Regions from separate parts of the Mus musculus genome. Here region 1 is linked to region 2. Evidence: chromatin contacts called from public HiChIP or PLAC-seq data. All regions are on one chromosome and are shown on one strand. The core of a region is the stretch at or near the end of the contact, and the rest is flanking DNA. Distances in the headings are between cores, read along the strand shown.

The links. HiChIP or PLAC-seq counts read pairs in DNA pulled down with a chosen protein or histone mark.
Region 1: an H3K4me3 HiChIP or PLAC-seq map of bone marrow-derived macrophages shows a contact between it and region 2, with 3 times the contacts expected there. The contact joins the enhancer-like site here to the promoter of 5730409E04Rik in region 2. A contact is called at or near these places in 8 of 39 promoter capture datasets (cranial neural crest, embryonic stem cells, hematopoietic stem and progenitor cells and 5 more), 1 of 15 datasets of contacts at CTCF or cohesin (the NIH/3T3 cell line), 9 of 484 Hi-C or Micro-C datasets (the 63-12 cell line, the C2C12 cell line, the HPC-7 cell line and 6 more), 13 of 115 datasets of contacts at active chromatin or transcription factors (bone marrow-derived macrophages, craniofacial prominence, embryonic basal ganglia and 8 more) and 3 of 9 other capture datasets (adipose tissue, liver and pancreatic islet).

What each region holds. Positions count from the first base shown.
Region 1 is chr4:126,700,316-126,704,018 of GRCm38.p6, reverse strand. All of the region lies in intron 3 of Psmb2 (proteasome (prosome, macropain) subunit, beta type 2), which reads right to left. Among named protein-coding and RNA genes, the nearest start is that of Psmb2, 25 kb to the right of the region's middle. Within about 2 kb of position 1,333, at least 3 of the 459 cell types and tissues checked have an H3K27ac peak or open chromatin away from gene starts, as enhancers often do. A contact at or near this core is called in bone marrow-derived macrophages, where this site is marked.
Region 2 is chr4:126,608,244-126,611,818 of GRCm38.p6, reverse strand. It overlaps 5730409E04Rik (RIKEN cDNA 5730409E04Rik gene), which reads right to left and starts at 1,965. Exons shown (of 2, transcript NM_001145950.1): 1 at 1,807-1,965; 2 at 1-143. The coding sequence starts at 138.

The DNA.
Region 1 (3,703 bases), core at 84-2,583, 93 kb before region 2:
AGACAGGGTTTCTCTGTGTAGCTTTAGCTGTCCTGGAACACATTCTGTAGACCAGGCTGGCCTTGAACTCACAAAGATCTGCCTGCTTCTGCCACCTGGCATGATAAACTTCTTACCTATCACAGAGTAAGTTTAATCTTTTCTCCAAGTATATATATAGCTCACTCTTCCCAACTCCATGCAGCTAGAATACCCTTAGGACAATTAACCAAAACAGTTTTACAAAGTTGTATGGTATATTAGGAATCCATATCACCAGAAGATTTTATAAGAAACCCCATGCAAACACAAGTTCGGAAGCAACTGTGTTTCTCACTTGAGCTACATAATATAATTTATTTATGCTTAAGCATCTTATATACACTCAGAGAAGTTGGTAGTCAGACACTAAAACTTGTGGTATAGAAGATAACTCACAAATATTGTGTGACTTCGAGTTACCAACTTGTGCATGTGTGAGATGCTGAAGCATAACTGAGCGGTGTTATCGACTAATTAAGTCAATACATCTGTGTGACAACTGCACTTTCAGAAACTCTGACAAAGCTCCAGCTAAGACTTTTTGACTTATCTAGTTTCTTAGTTTTTTCTTTAACTTTCAAACAAATTTTTGTATGTTGTCACTGTTTTCCTGAAGTTAGATCAATTCTAAGTAATTCATTTGTGTGCTATTCTGAATGGTTCTACACAAAAGTTAATAGCTCTAAGTTTCTATAGTTCTTGTATTCAACAACTTACACAAGCGTGACTTCTTGTGGTGTGATGAGTGAAACAGTATACAATTCACCTATTCACAAATATTTTATGTATTATAAACTCTATGAAGGCAGGAGTACTTCTGTCTTGTTCAATGACAGACAGGTACACAGCCTGTAGCTAATAAACATTTGTTAAATGAGTGAGTCCTCATACACCAGAGAAAACATCGCACGCTTTATTTATTATGTATGGTTAATGCTTAATATTACAAGCAAACATTAACAACTAAATCAAAGCAAAGATGTGATAGACACTACTTTTTCTTTTAAAAATATTTATTTTAAATATATGTGTATACGTCTGAGTGTATGTGTGTGCAGCACATGTAGACAAGAGCCCTCAGTGGTCAGAAGGGGTATTGGATCCATTGGAAGTGGAGCTACAGTTGTGAGCTGCCATGTGGGTGCTGGGAGCTGAACCAGGTCCTCTGCCAAAAACAGTGCTCCAGTCCCCAAAGCCCCATTTCTGAGAAGTGTTTCAAGTTCAAGTCAAATGTCTGCATCTCCATAAGCAAGCAGATCTGTTGCCTCTTTCCAACTTCCCTCCAGACATGAGTTGCTAAGGATAAAAAGCTTAGGAAGCAAGTTAGACATTATGTAATAAATAAAGAGGAAACTAATAGCATAAAAACAACTCAGGAAGGAACAAGCCATGTAACAAAGTCCTGGACATGAGTTTGAATTCTGGTTCTATTAATATGTTACTTTAGGAAAAGTCTGAATTCTAGAAGCTCAACTAAAATAAGGCCTAGTACAAAAGGGCTGCAGTGAAGGGTCAGAGATAATGCTTGACAAGTATCTAAAGCACAGGGACAGGCCTGATAAGTGGTAGATATTACTATCAAGGAAATAAACTAATCGATGAAATTAAAAGTAATTAGGAAGCCCAAGCACTCCTGGCACAAGGTAAATTCCTTCCAGGATGTATCTTTATAAAAGGATTCAGAGAGATGTTTCCTCAAAGTGCCCAGCACGTTACCTGGAACATGCAGGTAAAGCAGTAAATGAAGTTTCATTGTCTCAGCAGACCGTGGTGGTACACACCTCAGGGTCAGCACTCGGGAGGCAGAGGTAGGAAAACGATCTATGAGTTCGAGGCCAGCCTGGTTTACAGAGTGAGTTCCAGGACAGCCAGAGTTACACAGAGAAACCTTGTCATGAAAAAACAAACAAACACAAAGTTTCTTAGCCTTTACGTTCGGATTCCTTACCCACGCCCTAAGGTTGACAGCGATATTAGACAGAGTGTTATCTTACTTACAGTGTTATGGTCAGTCTCCCCTAGGTCCCCAGAAAAAAATGTGACCTGTTATTTGGAAACCTAGTCGACACATATTAAGCATTTCCATGCTGTCTCTTGCAGACGTGTCTATCCTAAGCATTACTCTCTAGCTTATGTACTTTTCCGTGCACAGTATCACATGGAAGAATCAGCCTAACTATTGAGAAGTGCAAACACCAATAACAATTTAGCAAGTAACCTCTATTCTGTCAAAGACATAAGACAAAGTTAAGAGGTCTGTCTGCCAGTAAAGACCTGTGCATTAGACCACTAGCCATGTTCTATAGCCAAGGCTGAGATGGAATGTTGTATATATTTTAAACAATGCAAATATTCAACTGTCCATCTTGTAAATGAATCCACACTCCTTAATAATAGCCCGAGAATCACCACCAACAGTTTATAAATACCAACATGTTTGGTTTTAAAATTGTGTATAATATATAAAGGAAAAAAAAATCAAATAAATCATTCTGGGGACTTAAAAATAGCTTTTAGCCTCTGGACTAAGATATTGCAACAATTCTGCCTTTCTCTTTTTGGGAAGCTGGTAGAGACAGGAGGATCTTATTATATAGCCCTGGCTGGTCTGAAACTCACCCGGTAGATTAGGCTGGTCTTGAACTTGTAAACATTGTCTCATCTCTCCAGTGTGGGGATTATGGACATGCATCATCATACTCAACTAAAAAATTTTGCCTCTGGGCCAGGAGGTAGTGTTCTACACCTGTAGTCCCAGCACTCGGAGGCAGAGGCGGAGGCGGAGGCGGAGGCAGGCAGATCTCTTGAATTTGAAGCCAGTCTGATCTACAGAGTGAGTTTCAGGACAACCAGGGATACACAGAGAAACTCTGTCTTCAAAAACAACAACAAAAAACCCCAAAACCAAACCAAACCAAACCAAACCCCCCCCCAAAAACAAAAAACAAAAGAACAAACAAACCCCTTATTCCAGGTGCATGTGTTGAGGTGTGTGGGGGTGTGGTCAGACATGAGCTTATTTACCAAGTGAAGAGATCCAGGCCATTTTAAATTTTCCTGAGGCTTAAATACATGTGAAGCACCCAGTGTAATGCCTATATGCAGTAATATCAAAACCTAAATAACCCCACCTGCTCATTTTTAAGCTTTGACTAGATAATACAAAAATCCAGAAGATGCTATCACAGAGAATTCTCTACTTTCTTATGGTTGCCAAGGGGGTAACATTGAACTGGGTCTCATCCATAAAGTGGATCTTTTATGTACTTCTTCCTGCAGAAGTGTCTCCGCACCCGAGAACTACAGAGCCAAGCTCCATTCTCCTGAGATTCTTACACTTTTGGAAGTGGAGAGTGTGTATCATACACAGAGACTTGCTTAAATTAGATGGACCATTCCCTTCCTTCTAACTTTTGTGCATACGACTCCTTGTCTGTTTCCTCTATCAGGAAAAAGAAACACTGTAGTGATTAACAAGTGCTTGAAATTCCATAAATTTTACAGCTAAGGAGAACAGTTGTGACAAACACACTGAAACAACAAAATCAGCGACTACAGAGTCTGGGCGGTGACAAGCAGCGGTGTGACATCTGGCGGAAGCCAAAGTCACAGCAAGGGGGAGAGAGGTGGGCGTGAGGAAGCATCCTGCCGAGCGTGGACACAGACAGGGAGAGGAATTGAC
Region 2 (3,575 bases), core at 716-3,215:
GTTCTTATTGGCATCCTTAGCACTCTCCACAAAGTTGGAGTTATTGTCTGGTTGGAGGTCTGGTTGGCATACTCCAGGAGGCAGGCTCCCTGGGTACTGGGCCCCCTCTGCTAGTCCTGGCTGGATGGCAGCGAACATCTGGACTGGGAAGGAGAAGGAGAATGAGACAGAGCAGGACAGGATAGAATGGCAACCTAGAGCCCAAGAACCTTGCAATGGTGTCCCTCCCTTCTCTCTGATTATTTGGTCTGTCTCCCTCCCAGGGTTTTCCCTCTAAGGCTCACCATCTCTTCACTCTACAAACTTCTCCCAAGGTCACTTCATCCTGTTATAGCTTCAAGAACCATCCTGTGTAGGTGACTCTCAGATCTGTGTCCAGCCCAGATTCAACCCCTACTCAACCCTATGACCTACCACCAGTTCTTCAGATCTACACATCCTGACAGCTCTCCTTCCAGGGTCCTTGGGCAGGACAGCTCTGCCATCTGAAGACAAGTCTATCTAGCCATGCCTAGGAGCACCCTGGATTACTGACCCTCCTCCCATGCCCACCTCACTGTCCACATTTTGACAAACTCTCCTTTGGCCCTGGTCATTTTGACCTGGGTGATTGCCACAGCCTTTCCACTGACCCTCGTTCAATTAAAAATATAAATTTAGGAGCTGGAGATATGGCTCAGCAGTTAAGAGCACTGGTTGCTCTTCCAGAGGACCCATGTTCCCAAGTCAGATGGTTTACAACTGTAGGCATCGCTGGCTTCACACCAGCCCCCACCCCCCAGCCTCTCTGTTCACCCACATGCATGCATGCATACATACACATGCACACACACAGATATGCTAATATTTTTTTTTAAAAAAGATGTCCTGTTAAATAACAAATAATACTTGTAAAAGGAACATATGTCTACATCTATACAGATGTATAGATATAGACAGGTATATTTCATAAGTCCACAGAAAACCACAAACATTTCCATGATGTCTCATAACAGTAGCAAAATTACAGTTATGAAATAGGAACAAAAGCTAAGTGGTGGCGGCGCACGCCTTTAATCTCAGCGCTTGGGAGGCAGAGGCAGGCGGATCTCATGAGATTGAGACCACCCTGGTCTACAGAGCGAGTTCCAGGATAGCAAGAGCTACACAGAGAAACCCTGTCTGGAAAACTCAGAAATCCACCTGCTTCTGCCTTCCGAGTGCTGGGATCAAAGGCGTGCGCCACCATGCCCGGCTACTGACCACATTTGTATGACTTGAAGAACTGAGGCCTCGTGAGTGAGACATACTATTAAGTCAATCAAGCAGCTACTAAGAAGGTTCCCCTATAGGGTGGCAGCGACCCTCCCCACACCCAGCAATGGGCAGAAGTCATGAAGAGAGACTGAGGTTGGGACAGATGTTTCACTCCTTTGGCTTGTGAGAAAAGGCCTGAAGACACCACCACCACCACCACCACCACCACCACCACCACCACCACCACCACCACCACCACCACCCCACCCCTCCAACTCTCTTTCCCTCTCCCTCTCTTAAAATTTGTCCTAAATCTGGCCACAAAGGAAGCTGGGGTGGGGCGGGGCTAAGGATCCAGGTTCAAAAAGTCAGTGAAATGAGTGCAGACATCCTAAGATCAGGATTTTCCCAAGTTAACCCACAGTATGGGGGCATGGGAGCGGCTGTAGCACGGGGATTGGCGGACTTGGCAGTGGTCCGAGCTCTGCGACCCTAATCTCTGCAGAGGCAGCTCCCTAACCCGCTTTCCGGCGGCTGGGCCCCAAGCCCTCCATCAGGGCCCGGACTCACGGCCTAGAGGCGCCCGCTCCTGCGGGGCTTGCTACGGTCCCTCGGGTCCTGCTCGCTGCAGGGTGGGGGATTCCTGGACCTGCGCGTGCACGCGTGGTGACGCGGCTGCTTGGTCCAGGCACAGCGGCCCTAGCCCCAGCCCGGGCTGCGGAGTCCAGCAGCGTCTGCGCGGCTGGGCGGAGCGGTCTGACCCACGTGGGCCGGTTCGGTTCTCCGCGCAGGAACTGCCTCCTCCCGCAGCTTGACCCGAGAGCCTTGTAGGTCCGGTGTCATCTCCTAACCACCCTGGCGAGGCGCCACGGATCCATTGGTTCTCCTTGCTGCAGACATGGCGACGAAATGCCTCCTTCCTGGGTTTCCCAGGGGCTCGGCAATTGGCGAGGCCGTGGTGCGGGTCTGGACCCGCTGTGGTCCTTTCTGTGCTCCAGCTCGGCACCTTTTCTGCCGAGAATTTTCAGTTCATCCCCACTTACTCTATTTTAGGATCTTTGAGCACCTTTCTGGCTTCTAGATCTGTTTTTTACTTATTATTTATTTATTATATGTAAGTACACTGTAGCTGTCTTCAGACACTCCAGAAGAGGACATCAGATCTCATTACGGGTGGTTGTGAGCCACCATGTGGTTGCTGGGATTTGAACTTTGGACCTTCGGAAGAGCAGTCGGGTGCTCTTACCCACTGAGCCATCTCACCAGCCCCTAGATCTGTTTTTTAAAAAGACCCCTTCACTGTACTGTACCTATTTGATTAAATGCTATGAGGATTTTATTGTTTGTTGTTTTGAAACAGAGACTCATTATGTAGCCCTGGCTACCCTGGAAAGCACTATGTAGACCAGGCTGGTTTCCAGTTGCACAGGGAGATCTGCCTGCTTCTGCCTCCCAAGTGCTGGGATTAAAGGCATGTCCCATCACCACCAGCCAGCTTTCTTTAAGATTTTATTTTTTATTTATGTATATGTGTTTCTCCCTCTCCTCCCCCCCCCCCATTTCTCTCTCTGTGTATATAACTAAGAAGGAGCCCCATTCCAGGTAAGTCACAGTTCAAACTATGGCTGCAGCAATCATATTTCCTGTCAAGTGGAAGAAGCCAAGTCTATGTACTAGGAGAAAAAATGATACTGACACACAGGAGCTCAAAGACAAATGGCTGACTAACATCCCAGCTTCTGCTTCCTGGGTTTCTAGTTTTGATGCCTTCCCATGAAGTTCATATCTTGCCATACCCAACCTGAGTGGAATTTATCTCACTGATAATCAAAAGATTCTTGAATTAATACACTAACACAATGAGGTACCCCTGGATTCTGATCATTCACTGCTACTGTGTAGCTGTTTGCTGTAAACTGAAGAGGGGGGCAGACGTGAGATTCGGAAGATTCTAGAAGGCCCTCTTCAAGGTAGTGGGTGATGTAAGGGGTTGCTGGGACAACAGAGACTCTTCAGTGACACTGCCTGCTAGTTGTGTTGGGAGCTCCAGGGATGCAGATTTTCTGAGTGGCCACCCAGCTGGACTCAGGTGCCTTTGACCTAGCTGCCGTTGAGCTAGCGATGGCACTGTGAGTGAGCCCCAACCCTTAAGCAACCCCGGTCAACTCATTGGTTCACCAAGCTAGACTTTGATGGGACTGCTCCCTGAGTCTAGCATCACTGACCTCTCTAGTGGGAGTGGTATCTGTTCATGTCAACCCAGAAGGGGACTTGCCTAACCCTCGGTAGGCACTAGCAGTTCATTTGCCCTTGATAGTCTCCATCAAGACGATAGGTCC